3 separate regions of the Mus musculus genome follow, and regions 2 and 3 are each linked to region 1. A link is a contact called in public HiChIP or PLAC-seq data. All regions are on one chromosome and are shown on one strand. The core of a region is the stretch at or near the end of the contact, and the rest is flanking DNA. Distances in the headings are between cores, read along the strand shown.

The links. HiChIP or PLAC-seq counts read pairs in DNA pulled down with a chosen protein or histone mark.
Region 2: a contact with region 1 is called in an SMC1A HiChIP or PLAC-seq map of large pre-B cells, with 4 times the contacts expected there. The contact joins two enhancer-like sites. A contact is called at or near these places in 1 of 15 datasets of contacts at CTCF or cohesin (large pre-B cells) and 1 of 115 datasets of contacts at active chromatin or transcription factors (large pre-B cells).
Region 3: a contact with region 1 is called in an H3K4me3 HiChIP or PLAC-seq map of the 230-238 cell line, with 3 times the contacts expected there. The contact joins two enhancer-like sites. A contact is called at or near these places in 1 of 15 datasets of contacts at CTCF or cohesin (pro-B cells), 3 of 484 Hi-C or Micro-C datasets (liver, muscle stem cells and nephron progenitors) and 2 of 115 datasets of contacts at active chromatin or transcription factors (the 230-238 cell line and large pre-B cells).

Annotation. Positions count from the first base shown.
Region 1 is chr11:45,212,433-45,216,970 of GRCm38.p6, forward strand. No RefSeq gene overlaps it. Among named protein-coding and RNA genes, the nearest start is that of Gm12159, 98 kb to the left of the region's middle. Within about 2 kb of position 1,894, at least 19 of the 459 cell types and tissues checked have an H3K27ac peak or open chromatin away from gene starts, as enhancers often do. A contact at or near this core is called in the 230-238 cell line and pro-B cells, where this site is marked.
Region 2 is chr11:45,439,963-45,444,500 of GRCm38.p6, forward strand. No RefSeq gene overlaps it. Among named protein-coding and RNA genes, the nearest start is that of Gm22284, 200 kb to the right of the region's middle. Within about 2 kb of position 2,244, at least 13 of the 459 cell types and tissues checked have an H3K27ac peak or open chromatin away from gene starts, as enhancers often do.
Region 3 is chr11:45,025,057-45,029,594 of GRCm38.p6, forward strand. No RefSeq gene overlaps it. Among named protein-coding and RNA genes, the nearest start is that of Gm51859, 61 kb to the right of the region's middle. Within about 2 kb of position 1,910, at least 16 of the 459 cell types and tissues checked have an H3K27ac peak or open chromatin away from gene starts, as enhancers often do. A contact at or near this core is called in the 230-238 cell line and pro-B cells, where this site is marked.

The sequences.
Region 1 (4,538 bases), core at 644-3,143:
GGGAAGGGTTTGGTTCTCTTACAGCTAAGTAATATTCCATCATGTATTTTCTTCATTTGTTCATTAATAGATGGATCCTTAGTTTGTTCCCATGTCTTGTGTACTATAAACCATGCTGTAGTAAACACTAAGTACAAATATCTCTTCAGAATGCCAACTCTTTTCTCTTGGTTATATACCCAGTTATATGATAATAGTAGAATCACCGTGTTATGTAATAATTCTATTTCTACTTTTTTTTTTCTACACTGAATCTTAATTGCCAAAACTTCTAACTTCAGCTACAAGTTGTCTTGTTAAAATCCTTCAATTTAGCCTAAGTGTGATTTTTTGATAACTTCCAGAATTTGCAAAATTCTTCAATTAAAAAAAACACCAGTGCCGGGCATGGTGGCACACACCTTTAATCCCAGCACTCGGGAGGCAGAGGCAGGCGGATTTCTGAGTTCGAGGCCAGCCTGGTCTACAGAGTGAGTTCCAGGACAGCCAAGGTTACACAGAGAAAAACAAAACAAAACACCAAAAGAGTGAGACACGGTGGGTCATGGCTGCAATCATAGTCATCAAATAGTTGAAATGAGTCCCATGAGTCCCGTAGCTTCAGAAGAACCTTAACAGAGACCAAAATCTCTAGCTTTTATTCTGTAGATCATAATCATATCACAAGTATAGACTTAGAAAGTTCAGAAAACCTATTTGTCAGTGCTTCAGGGAAAGTTTAAGTCATAGTCAGGTTTAAACTTCCGAGCCCTTGGCTGAACACTGCTTTCAAGCTATGTATGCTATGTATCTATGTACACTATGAGTACATCAAATATACACAAACAACCTAGTGATACCTGAGACCTTGGTATTATGCAAAGAGTAATACACATGATGTAAATTTCCTATATCATTGATCACCACTTTGCATGTGGAAAACTTCACTAATTACAGATGTATATATGTGGCCACATTTTCTCTAGATGCTGAGACCTCAGAAATGTAAGCTCAACAAAAACTGCCAAGTGAGTGTTGCTTTTCCTCATCAAATGTCACAATGGAGGTGGAGCCCATCAAAAGTGAAGTCACCAAGAATGCTGATTGGAGAGGCAGGAGCAGCGGCTCAGTGGTAAAGAGGACTTACTGCTCTTTCAGGGGCTCCAGCTCCAGGACCTGCTGCTCTCTTCTGGCTTCCATGGGTACCCACAGGCACTTACCAGATGTCCTCACATGCTTGCTGTCCACCCATGTAAACATACAAGCATACAAGGAGGGAAATGCTGGTTTGAAATGGTGAAGGAAGAATCTTAAGGAATTGATTTTAACGGATCTTCTTTTTAAAAAAAAAAAAATAGGTTGATTCGTTTCTGATTTCTGTCCCTGTGAAAACTCGCTTTTTCTTTGGAAGAGAAATTTTATCACAGTAACTGAGGAATGCCTCTTTTTAAAGCAAAAGAATGTCATCACAATGGAACATCTGGTGTTAGGACAGAATATCCCCTGCCTCCAGATCCACATTGTCTACCATGCTGGATCCTCCCTGTATTAAAGCAGATGTTGAGAACATGCCCTTATGCTGGAAATATTTTCCAGGATGGCAGGTGTACATGGACAGGTAAATGAATCTCACAATACCACAGACATCCGGAATATGAAGATTTTGGTTAACCGAGGAAAAGAATTGTTGTCCTGTGTGATTTTGGGAACCTGAAGATCATATCTGCCTTATTCCTCCACTCTTCTTCCATGAAATGATCCCATAGGCTCCTGTGTTTGAACACTTGGACTTCATGGTGGTGCTGTTTGAGGAGGCTGTGAAACTCCAGGAAGTAGAACCTCATAAGAGGAAATAGTTCCCCAGGGGCAAGCCCTTGAGTCTTCCTAGCTAGAGCCCACTTCCTGTTTACTCTCTGCTTCCTGAGTGTGAGTGAAGCTGACTAGCTCTCTTTGGCCTGTGATGCTGTCCCCGGCTCTCTACCCCAGACTTGCAAGCCAAATAAATCTTACCCTACCTTAATTGCTTTCTCTTGTATTTTGATGTAACAACTAGCAAGCCACCCTTCTATCACAGCAATAGGGTGATCTTTAAAGGAAATCCCAGCTTTGGGAAGATTCTCTCTCTGTGTCAAAGTGCCCCTCAGCTCCTCTACCCTGCAACTGCAGGAGTACCCCATGCCATATGTGTACATTGAAAGGGTGTTAACAACTAATTTCCCAAAGAAGAGTAAGGTCATCTTGTTAGGGACACTTGGCGAGCATTTGAGTACTGATTCTATGTTACACATCAATTTAGGATTTGGAAACATAATGAGTCATTTCCAGAAATCTCTGTACCTAGGAATTAGAGAGAACACATGTCAAACAGGAAACATTAACATTAAACAGGCATTAACTGTACTTCTGAGCCATGCTGCAGGTTTTCTCTGGGTCCTTTGGTATCATTGGGCACATATAAAGCCTCAGCAAAGACATAAAGAGTATTGCATTCATCTCTAGCAGCTGGAGTCTGGCCCAGTCAATGTATTTATTATATCTGTTGTCTCCACGTGAGCCCCAGGTACTTCAACAGCTATACTAAGCCTGGCTTCCTGTTCCCAGGTGTGTACCATTCCATCACTGTCTAAACTTGATGCCAGTGCAGGTCTCCACAGTTAGTGGAAAAGAAAGAATAAGATGCATTATAGAGAGGGGCAGGACAAGCTGCAGGGTCAGAAGAGAGGGGTGGTTCAAGCAACTGAGGCAGAATTGTGTACCAGCTTCTGAGCTGTTGGCTGTTAAAAAGCTTCTGTGACCTTTAAGAAACATCACCCAAATTCTCATCTTTGGAGACATGCAATGCTGGGACTTGCTTCTGGAGATGTCTGGGAAGGTCAAGGCTCTCGGAGAGTACTGGCTCTTGCCTTGCTGCTCATACCTTGCACAGCAGCCCTCAAAGAGCAGCCTCAGTGTGTCTTCCTGAAACACCGGAACTGCTGGGAGGTGCCCAACTTCATTTTTTCCGTTTTCTGTGGCTTCTGAGCGCAGATCTCCATGTGTGCCGAGCCAATGAATAGTAAATATCAAGCCCTTGACTTTCTCAGACCTGTGGGACCCGTGTAAGGGGAAAAAGAAAAGGGCTCTCAAGAGTCTCACACTCCTTTCTTTAAGCTGCCATCTCCTCTGTTTGGAGTCCTCTTGCCTGGTGTACAGAGAAGTAATAAAACATGGCAGAGAACAGCACAAGGTTCAAATGTCAGACTACATCTACTTTGGAGTGTTTTATGAAAACAGTGCCACAAGACTCAGAATCAGCCTGAAAGCTCAGATCCAAGACCCTGGGCCTTCTGTTGTTGTTCAGATTATTATCCTGGCATTTTGTTAAGCCAGCTCCATATTACCCAGGAATAGATAGAGGGCGGCTACTCTTTTTGCAGGATATGGTATCTGACTGTTCTTGTTGAAGTCAAACCTTAATGTGTTCTAAATGTGTGATATGTGTCAGGGGCTTTCTTTACCATAGTTAAGTCTCTTTCCGTATCTGGAAAATGAGAGTCAATAGCACTCATCTCATGGGGCTTGTTTAGGATTGAATGGAATATTTGTTTAAACCTCTTAGCATCGAGACTAATAAATAATAACTACTAAAATGTGCTTGCTGAAGCATTTATATATGTACAAATTTACACATATCTGTAACCCGAGGAGAGAGGATCACAAAGTATGAACAAGAAATTGAGTAGGGCTGGGGAGATGGCTCAGTCATCAAGAGTAACTGTTACTCTTGCAGAGGATACCCAAATTCACTTCTGAGCACCCACGTAGTAATTAGCAACCATATCTAGCTCCAGTTCCGAGGGATCTGATGCTCTCCTCTGACTTCTGTGGGCTATGGGCTGGCATGTGGAACACATATATTCATGCAGGCTAAACATTCACACACATTAAATAAAAGGCTTTAAGAGAAGCATTTTAGTAATATAAATCCAAAGTTGTATATGTATTCATGTATCTGAATGTTTAATGTTTAAATAACTTTTAAACCTGAACTCTTTTGAGGGCATGCTCGGATTAAAGCTATGTCCATGTATGTTAAGTAGGCACTATAACACACACACACACACACACACACACACACACACGATCTTGGATGCTCGTGGCACCTACCATGACAAGACATGATTATCCTTATATCAGTTGTCAACTCTGCTTCACACCAGCAAAGCCACCTCCTAGGGATACTTAAGCCACTGTCACCAGAGGCATGAATTACAAAGAAACAGGTCCAACAGTTGTCTTCTGCCTTCATTCCTGAGTTACTGGCTTCCTTTGTTTCTTCTCTTTCTATCTGATCTATATAATCTGTCTCTACTTTAGGCAATTCATGGGTTTTTTTTTTTTTTTTTGGTATGGCCTTTAATACAAGAGCACACATTTCTGATCCTTCCCTTTGTGCCTCTAGGCCCAGCACCAGCCACATCCTCCTCATATGAACCACCCCACAGGTCCACTGCAGTCCTGTTTCTCATATGAACCACCCCACAGGTCCACTGCAGTCCTGTTTCTCATATGAACTACCC
Region 2 (4,538 bases), core at 994-3,493, 230 kb after region 1:
CCAATTAATTACATAATGAGGAAATAAAAGTGGAGACAGGATACGCCAAGTTTCTGCGTCAATGGAGAATGTAGGAAATTCAGGAGGCAGAAGGAAATCAGGGCATTTAAAGCACAGAAATCCAGAAGGTTGTGGAAGGAGCTAGAGGCACGGCCAAGGTTTCCCAGGCCTTGAAGGCCATGATTAAGAGTTTTAACTTAATCCAGTGGGATGACTAAATGCCATAAGATGTTTATCCAGAGAAAGAATATGCTTAAATTTCATTTTAAATAAATAATGCTGTATGTGATATATAGATAACAGATTTAGAGGCCTGCATCAGCAGATGTAGCTGCACCAGGCTGTTTCTACTACAGTGGCCCAGACTGAGAGAGCCATAACATAGATGAAGGGATAACAAAGAGAAATGAGGATTTGATAAACCATTCAGAAGGTCAAAGTCATGGCCCTGGCATGAAACTTACACCAGGATAAAGCAGTATCAACAAAGATGCCATGAATCACAGGGTCTAGTTTAAAAATATAAGAGTAGTTCCAGGGAGATGGCTCAGTGGGCAAATGGGCAAACCTGACAACCCGAAGTCCTCAGTGGAATGTCTGTAAAAGAGCTGCATGTGGTAGCGTATGTCCAACATCCCAAAATGGATACAGAAGATGCAAGGCTGAGAGAGGAGAAGTACCAGGATGCTCACAGGCCAGCCAGCCTGGAGTGTGCAGTGGCAAAAATAACAAGAGAAATAGTACTTCAAAAACAAGGTGCAGAGGTGAGAATCAACTCCCCAAAGTTGTTCTCAGCCTGCCACACACACACACACACACACACACACACACACACACACACACACACACACACATACACACATACACACACACACACACATACACACACACACACACACACACATACACACACACACACACACACACACACACACACACATGCCCACACTTGAATTTGAAGAAAATAGGACCCCAAGAGATTAATTTTATCTAAACCTATATTATAATGATTGGGTTTATAAATATGTACATGTGTAAGAAAGGGGGTGAAGGGTTTTGTGTGACCACTGTTCACACACATGCAAACAAATTGTCATATCTCTAAGAGTAGAAACCTGCATGCAGTGCATTCCTGTGGCCTGACACTCATACTCTGCCACTTATTTTTCTAAGCTACACAGAGCATGTGTAACCCTCTATATACTTTCTTTTATCTGTCCAGTGTGTGGCCACCTCGTTTTTATTGTAATTCTGGCTTTCATTTAATTTATTAGTCCATGGCCTATGTACACATATTTTAATAATTTTGAAAGCCTCTTGTCGTCATTGAAGCTTGCCTAAGGAAAGCCTGAGATAATCAGTATTTCAGATTTTACTGCACTGCTGTCCCCTCCCCCACCACATGCCCACACTCATATAGGTTTTGCTTTTTTTTTAAAAAAAAAAAAAGGAGAGATTTAACAGCCATAAGGCACTTTTAAAAATAACATTCACATCTGGGCTGACCACCTGTTTGCCAAAATTTAGCTTGATGTTAATTAAAACAGGCATGTTATAAAGCTCAGGAAATGGCAGCTGACCCCTAACCATGAATGTAGTGCTATAATAATATGTAGTAAAAATAAGACATTTGGGGCTGTTGTCCAAACCACTCATGCATTAAAATTCTCACCACTGTATACTCCCTTGCAGGAGGACGTGCAAATCAACTGCAAAAGTGGTTGAACCAAAATAATAATGATAATGATAATTCTAGGGAAAAGAGCTATTCGTTCATTTCACAGGCAGTTTCAAAGGCCCATCCTAAGCAAGCATTGTGGTCCACCCAGTGAGGAAGACTCCAGACAGAGAATGGAAGACTGATTAGCATCTCTTGTCCAGACAGTGGTGCTGTCAACATCACTGATATTTACTGATGAACAGTTTGCTGTGTGTGTGGAGCAATGTGAAACATTGGTTTGCATGACTTCACTCCATCGTTCCTTCAGTTCTGCAAGGATCAGGAGCTCTGCTGAGATCCATGTAACAGACAAGGCAAAGAACGTATCTAAGAGCCAGTTCACTGCCCTGCGTGGTTCAGTGGCCGAGACTTGAATGCCGACTATCTGGGTGTGTCATTGAGGTTCTACATGAATGACCAGAATGTCTGGTCCTTCCCCCCACTTGGTCCCTGCTCTGTTTGAGAACTCAGGCCATGCTGTTTAGAACCAGCCGTGGAGATTTTGCTAGGTTTGGTACCGCCTCCCAGCCTACCCCTACCCGTGTTACTTTCTTCCCCTGTGGCCCCAGAGAGTCTCCCTCCTCTGCTCACTTTCCTATCAGCCTCACTTGTTTGAAACTACTCTTAATTGCCTTTGACAAGCTGACATTTGACAGCTCTGTCTTTGTTCTGCTTTTCATAGGATCCAGTTCTTTGCCCTTACCTCTGAATCGCAAGTCGCAAGTATTCCCTTTTCTCCTTGTTCTTCAAATGTTTCCTTTTATAAACTGGGGGGAACTGGAATTTCCCTGAATATTTTCTCCTTTATTCATCTCTGGATCCATCCTTGCATTTTAGGGCATGTATATGTGGGGTGCAGTTAACATAGTTAATATGTATTATACCCTCACAGAACATTAGGCTGCATATGCACGGCCTTAAAAGAAAGCCTTCAACTGGGCCCATCAACATTTCCTCATGTGGAGGGGGAGCCTCATAAGGCCCCACCCCTCAATGAGGTAAAATCTGTGTTGGCATGTATTTTAAATTATAAATGATTACATAAATTGTAAGTGCTTGGCTTATTGTACAAACTGTGTTGCCAAAAGTGCCCAATTGGTATGGCTAAGTTCAAACTACAACACTTAGTTAACGCATAAAATCACCATATTTGCTTTTAATATGTGTAGCTTCTTTAAGAAATAGAAAACAAGACCCTCTGAAATGCAATTGTGTTGTAGCTCCTGAAAGCCATTGTACTTGATGAGCAAGAGTCACAGACGCTGCTAGATACCCAATATATGAGGTCCAGCACATTCTATGCCAAAGGGCTTAGGGGGTTTGTCTATGCCCCCAGCAGACTGGTGTGGAATTAAAATGCCCAAAGATGTGCCCCCCTTCTATACTTACTATGTGAAATTGGATGGGCCCTTATACCCGATTCTGCCTTGGTTAAATATAGCTTTGGTAAAAAATAATAATAATAATAATAAGTTCTCACTTTATGAGCTTCTCACTAAACAATGATGAAATTGAGTGAGATTCTACACATACAAACTTAACCTAGCAAGAAGTCAATGAATGACACTGACTACTAACACCAATTCCTTAGTGTTGTCATTGTTTTATAAAGGTGTGTGTGTGTGTGTGTGTGTGTGTGTGTGTGTGTGTGTGAATGCGCGCGAGTGCGTGAGTGCATGTGTGCGTGTTTTAAAGAGGGAGACAGAGTTTTATATGCCACATGTGTGCACGTGCTGCAGAGGCTAAAAGAGGACATTAGATTCCCAGGAACCTGAGTTATAGGTGATTGTGAGCTACCTCATGTGAGGGACACTAAACCTGTGTCCTCTGCAAGAGCAGTAAGTGTTCTTAACCTTTGGCGGACCTCTCCAGCCCGACCACTGGTTTTCAGACAGTTTTTTTTTTCTCCACAGCTACTAATCACAATTGTTACAAAAGTCCATCTGAGGAGCGATCCAAGTAACCCTCCCTCTTCAACAGCATCGGTAACAGCAGCCTCTCTTCAGCAACCACTCCAGCAAACACCATCCTGTTTCAACTGTCCTTTGCCCCTTTATAGAGTCTTCTCTTTGCCTGGAAATGTTGATTGGTTCTCCTGTGAACTGGGTCTCATCGAATCCAAATTGCTCTCCAGTTTTTCAGATTAAAAATGAGTACCTCTGCAAAGTCTACCCTGACTATCCAAGACAGACAAACATTCCTTGTACCAGTTTTAGAGATTACACTCCCAAATAGACTGAGAAGAAAATGGGGATGCTATTTTAGCTTCTTATGCCTCTACTGTACTCTCAACACCAGGTGTAACGGCTCATGCATCACAGGGTCCTATTTAGGAGGCTTTAACACCAAAGAATAGAAACTTTAGCCCCCCCCCCCAATTACTTAAATATTAAGCAAATATATGGCCAAATACAACTTGATTCACAAAGGCAGAGTAGGTCTTGGGGCTCAGTTGCGGGTTCAGCATCCACGTGAAGAAGAGACCAGTTCCCATCACCTCTCCATTGTCATCCTTAGCTGCTCTTATCTTTAAGCTAGAGACTCTAGCCACAAGTGGGCCGCTACAGCACCAACTCTCTCACCCGGCAGTAGCAACAACAAAGAGTGAAGAAACTGTCTGTCTCTGCTATGCTTTCTTCAGAAGCCTAGAAACCTTTCCCAGAAGCCCCATCAGACTTCTGATTCTCCATTTCCCAGGATTATGGTTTTATGCTCATTCTCAAACCAGTCATTCACAAGGGAAATGAGATTACCACAATTACGTCAGGCTAGGGATCAGCAAACATTCTCTGTAAGGGGCCAGATAATAAATATCTAA
Region 3 (4,538 bases), core at 660-3,159, 190 kb before region 1:
AAATGACATCTCTTCTGTTTTCAAAAGAAAAAGAAAGAGGTTTTAGTCACCGCAGGCTCAGGGAAGGAAACTAAGGAGTGAATGAACCCTTAAAACTCTAAGGAGTCTGATAGCCTTGCTTAGCTAAGGCGTCTCAGAGATTGGGGCAGAAACATCTGGAAAAAGAAGACTCAGGGAGTTAGTGGGCAGGAAGGGAAGGAAAACCGAGTCTTAACAAGATAGCTCTTTGTATGTTTAATGACATAATTAGTGGGGGATGGGACCCGTGGATGTTTTTAGACTTATGCTCTGTCAAATCACCAAAGAGAACAAAGTTCTGTTTGCCACACCTTGGGCCTTTTGTAAGTTAAAGCCTCTGCCATAATGTAACTTGGTAATTCTAATCATGAATCCAAAATGGACAGAGTCTGTGTTTTCCTGGGGACAGGGGTGCACATGAACATTCTGGGGTGCATATATGGAGGCCAGAGGTTGGCACTGGGCATCTTTCTCAGTCACTCTCTGTCTCATTATTTTGAGAATTTCCTTGAGCAGGGAGCTTCACCACTAACTAGGTCTCGAGGCTGGTGAGCTCCAGGGATCTACCAGTCTGTATGGCCTCCACCAACGAGTGCTAGGGTTACAGGTTCATGAATGACACTATATTTAACTTTTATATGGGTGGTACGAGCCAAACTCAAGTCCTCCTGCCTATATAGAAAGCAGTCTGACCATTGAGCCACCTCCAGTATTTTAAACAAAGCTCCTTTAAACACAAACTCATGAGTATCTAAGAGGCATCTATTCACAGAAATGACAAAAGAAAGTGCATTAAATAACCTGAACATATTAAGCAGAGGTTGAATAGATAAGTGGCTCAAAGCTCATTTTGCCAGCAAATTTCTACCCTTGGTCTTTCTTAACCAGTAAGTACATCAGAAGTCCTGCACCAGAGGAGTATCTGGTGCAGGTTACATGTCTCCAGTGATGTCCTTCATTGCCTCAACCTATGCCTGTGGCTTTAGCCATAATCTGCAACAATGGGCTGTCCATATTCAGTTTCAGTCCCATGCAGATGTGGCTTTTGCCACTGGCGTGAACATGTCTCACTCTCGTCCTCCACCCCCCACCAGCTGATGAGCTCTGAGGTGGCAGGCTAGCACGTGTGCATAGACAGGAGCCACGCTATAGTACTCTGTGCATCTTACCTGCCTGGTTGCAGCATGTGGGGAGTATGTAGTCTGCTCTGCTGCTGCCCAGTTCCTCCCACACTCCTCCTACCTTTTGATATGCAACCAGCTAGAACCAAATCAGCAGCTCACTATTTTCCTCCTTGCAGGATGCGGGATTCACCCTTCTGGCAGCCTGGGTCCCAAATTGGGCCTCCATCAGGAAACCCTCAAAGCTGAGAGATTTTTACAGAATTTAATGGGCTTTGGGGGACACTTTTGCAGACAGAGTACAACTATTCAAACTGCTCAGGCCTGACTTGAAGGCACATCATAAGGTGCACCCTACAACCTGTCTGTAGCAGGCTCTTTTGAATCTTGTCCTTGAAACAAAAACAAGAGGGGGCAAAAAGAAAGAAAGAAAAGAAAGAGAGGAAGAGAGAGAGGGAAAAGAATGGGGAAAAAAAGACATTTGGTGTCCCCTGGGACGTTCCCAGCAGAGCCTCTAAGTGCTGTGTGACAGAAAGAACTGCCAGGAGTCCTCAGGCCTGGAGGGAGGAAGTGGATGAGAGAGACCGGGAGATGAGAAGGGCCTTCAGCAGCCATTGGGGAGGCAGTAGCGGGGGAGAAGAAAGGGAGGCGCAAGCACTGAAAACCAACAGAAACCCAGGTGGGAACGGCCTTGTGGGAAATCAGGCTGTCAGCAAACAAAGCTGGAGGCTGGGCACCACCGCCTTCTCGGCCTGGCTCCTGGGCAGGGGGATCGGTCTGCAAATAAATTAGCAGTGGCTTTGGCTGCTTGGAAATTAATACTGACACCGCGAAAGCAGCAAACGACTCCCTTTTATCCACAGCAAAGGAACTCATCTTCACAAAGGGATTTCCACCACTCCCCCCACCCCATTCGTTATTTTATTTTGCTTTGTTTTCTCAGAGGAAGCAAATGAGAAGCCACTTACATGAGAAGCTCAGGTTAAGGGAAGGGGAAGGAGAAAGAGGGGGAAAAATAGTTTCATTTCATGTACCACTGGTTTAGAACTTCATTTAGAGCTAATCACACCCGCATCTCGCCCCCACCCCCAGCCCCCGAGTGGGCTCTGACAGCAACACAGCCTGGATTGCCACGTGGAAGACAGGCACCCAGAGCTTTGCCGATGTGGATGTGGACACAAAGGCTGAGAGAGGCTCTCATGATTTCTGGTAATGACTTGAGGAAGTTCAGTTACTAGGAAAGGCAGCTGAGAACTCTTTTAAGATCTTCTAGAAGTCCGTAGCATCCTCATCTCTGCTTTCTCCACAAGATCATGGTTCCCCCTTACAATAAATCTGGAGGAAGTCCAAATAACTGAAATGGGTGCCCCGCATATGCGTGAGCCAATCTGGGCAAAGGCAAGTCTCCAGGGCTGAGTCACATTTAATTTTCTAGTGAGAAATGGGAAAAAATCGTCCTTTCTACCCCAATGGTGCTCTACTAACTATGAGAGCAGAATCAATGGACAATTGTAAAGAATCAGATTCCTTTAGGAAAATCAGCCCCTGGCAAGTCTCTACTACCCAGTGTCCTATTAATTACCACCCCCTCCCCACCTCCCAGTCATTTCTATGCCTCTATGGTAAACTCAAAATTGATGAAAGCAAAATGGACTTTGAAGCCTCATGAATTCTTAAAACACACTCTGGACTATCAAAGCCACAATTATTTGATCTCATTTTACAGGAAATTATATGTTATCTCTTTATGCCTTGGAAAAGCAATAATCCATATGTAATAGTTATGGTCACTCTATAATGGCCAAAATTCTTGATTAGTGAGCATGACTCTACTACCATCAGACAGCAGGGCCTTTACTGCATATTAATTTTTTAGCTGCTTCCCAGACAAGCTGACTGGGCCTCCTCATTTGTGATAGCCACAATCCCCCCATGTAGACAACAATACAATCAAGGTAAAAAGAAAACTCACCCATGAATATCCAGCGATAAAGGATTGGAATAGATTCAGAGGAGATCGATCCCAGAGCACTATTGCAAGATGGTCCAGCATGAAATAAAATAAAGATACCCCCATCAGAGTTTTCAGATGAGAAATAGCTGACTCAGGAGCTGATGCTGTAAGATAGGGAAAGGAAGCCAACGAAAGCAAGTGGACTGTGTCAAGGATGGTGTATGTGACGGTAGCAGATACAGAGATGATGAGCCATGTTGCTGCTCTCTCCTTCCCACACTGCAGTGCTCTTATGTCCTAAGTTTCACATAAAGACAGTAGGACACATGTGCCCCGAGTAGGGGGAAAGGAGAATTGTCTAGGCTGTGTTTTAAAGAAAGACGTCAATGCATCAAATGTAGCTGTGAACAATGAATCTTCCATGTCTTCATAACTGCATCTGTATGAGTTGACTTTAAATGAGATGGTTGATTGTATAGCCTTTGCATATCTTTTCTTTTTAACAAACTTTTAGTTTTGATAACGAGGGAAGTTGTCACAAATGTTTGAATTAACATGCAAACATGAATATGAATTTGCCATTTGGAAGGCAAAAAATAGAGATGAAAACAGATATCATATATATACATATACATATATATATACATCACACATTAATATTTACTCAAGTTATAATAACAAATCACAGTAGGCTGAACTCAAAAAGAAGGTTTAGAAAAGAATCCATGCCGTATAAATACCTGGTAGAGCATGCACAGTACCTGTGATTAAGAATTTAAGGGCCTGGAGAGATGGATCAGAGGTTAAACGCCCTTGCTGTTCTATAGGTCTCAAGTTCAATTCTCAGAATCCATATCAGGTAGCTCACAACTGTCTATAATTCTAGCTCTAGGAGAATTCAATGTTTCTGGCCTCTAGCCATCTGCACACCACTCCCCTACACACACACACACGCACACGCGCACACACACACACACACACACACACACACACACACACACTAAAATAAACTGAAGAGGATTCATCCTTAAAATCCAGAAGCTATGAAGAACAGAACATGCATTACTTTGAAGTTTGGCTGCTTTGTTCATAGCCAAATAGGTTTGATGACACTCACAGGCCTGGCTTAACGTATCTGACAGTAGGGGTGACTTGATAACTTGCTATATTGGTCACTTAGTGAATCTGATGTTGAGGAATTTATCAAGAACTCTCTTGGTGAATGTGAAACACATATGTGTACCATGGTGAACAGATCTGACTCGTACAGGGTGACAGTGACCACAACTGCTCAAGTAAAAGTGTTGAAGTTCCTAAGAAGATACTTAAAACAAAACAAAACAAAACAAAACAAGACAAAACAAAACAAAACAAAACAAAACACTGCTGTCAATCAAAGCCTGGGCTAGATGACGTCGTTGATGAGTTCAATGGCACAATTACAG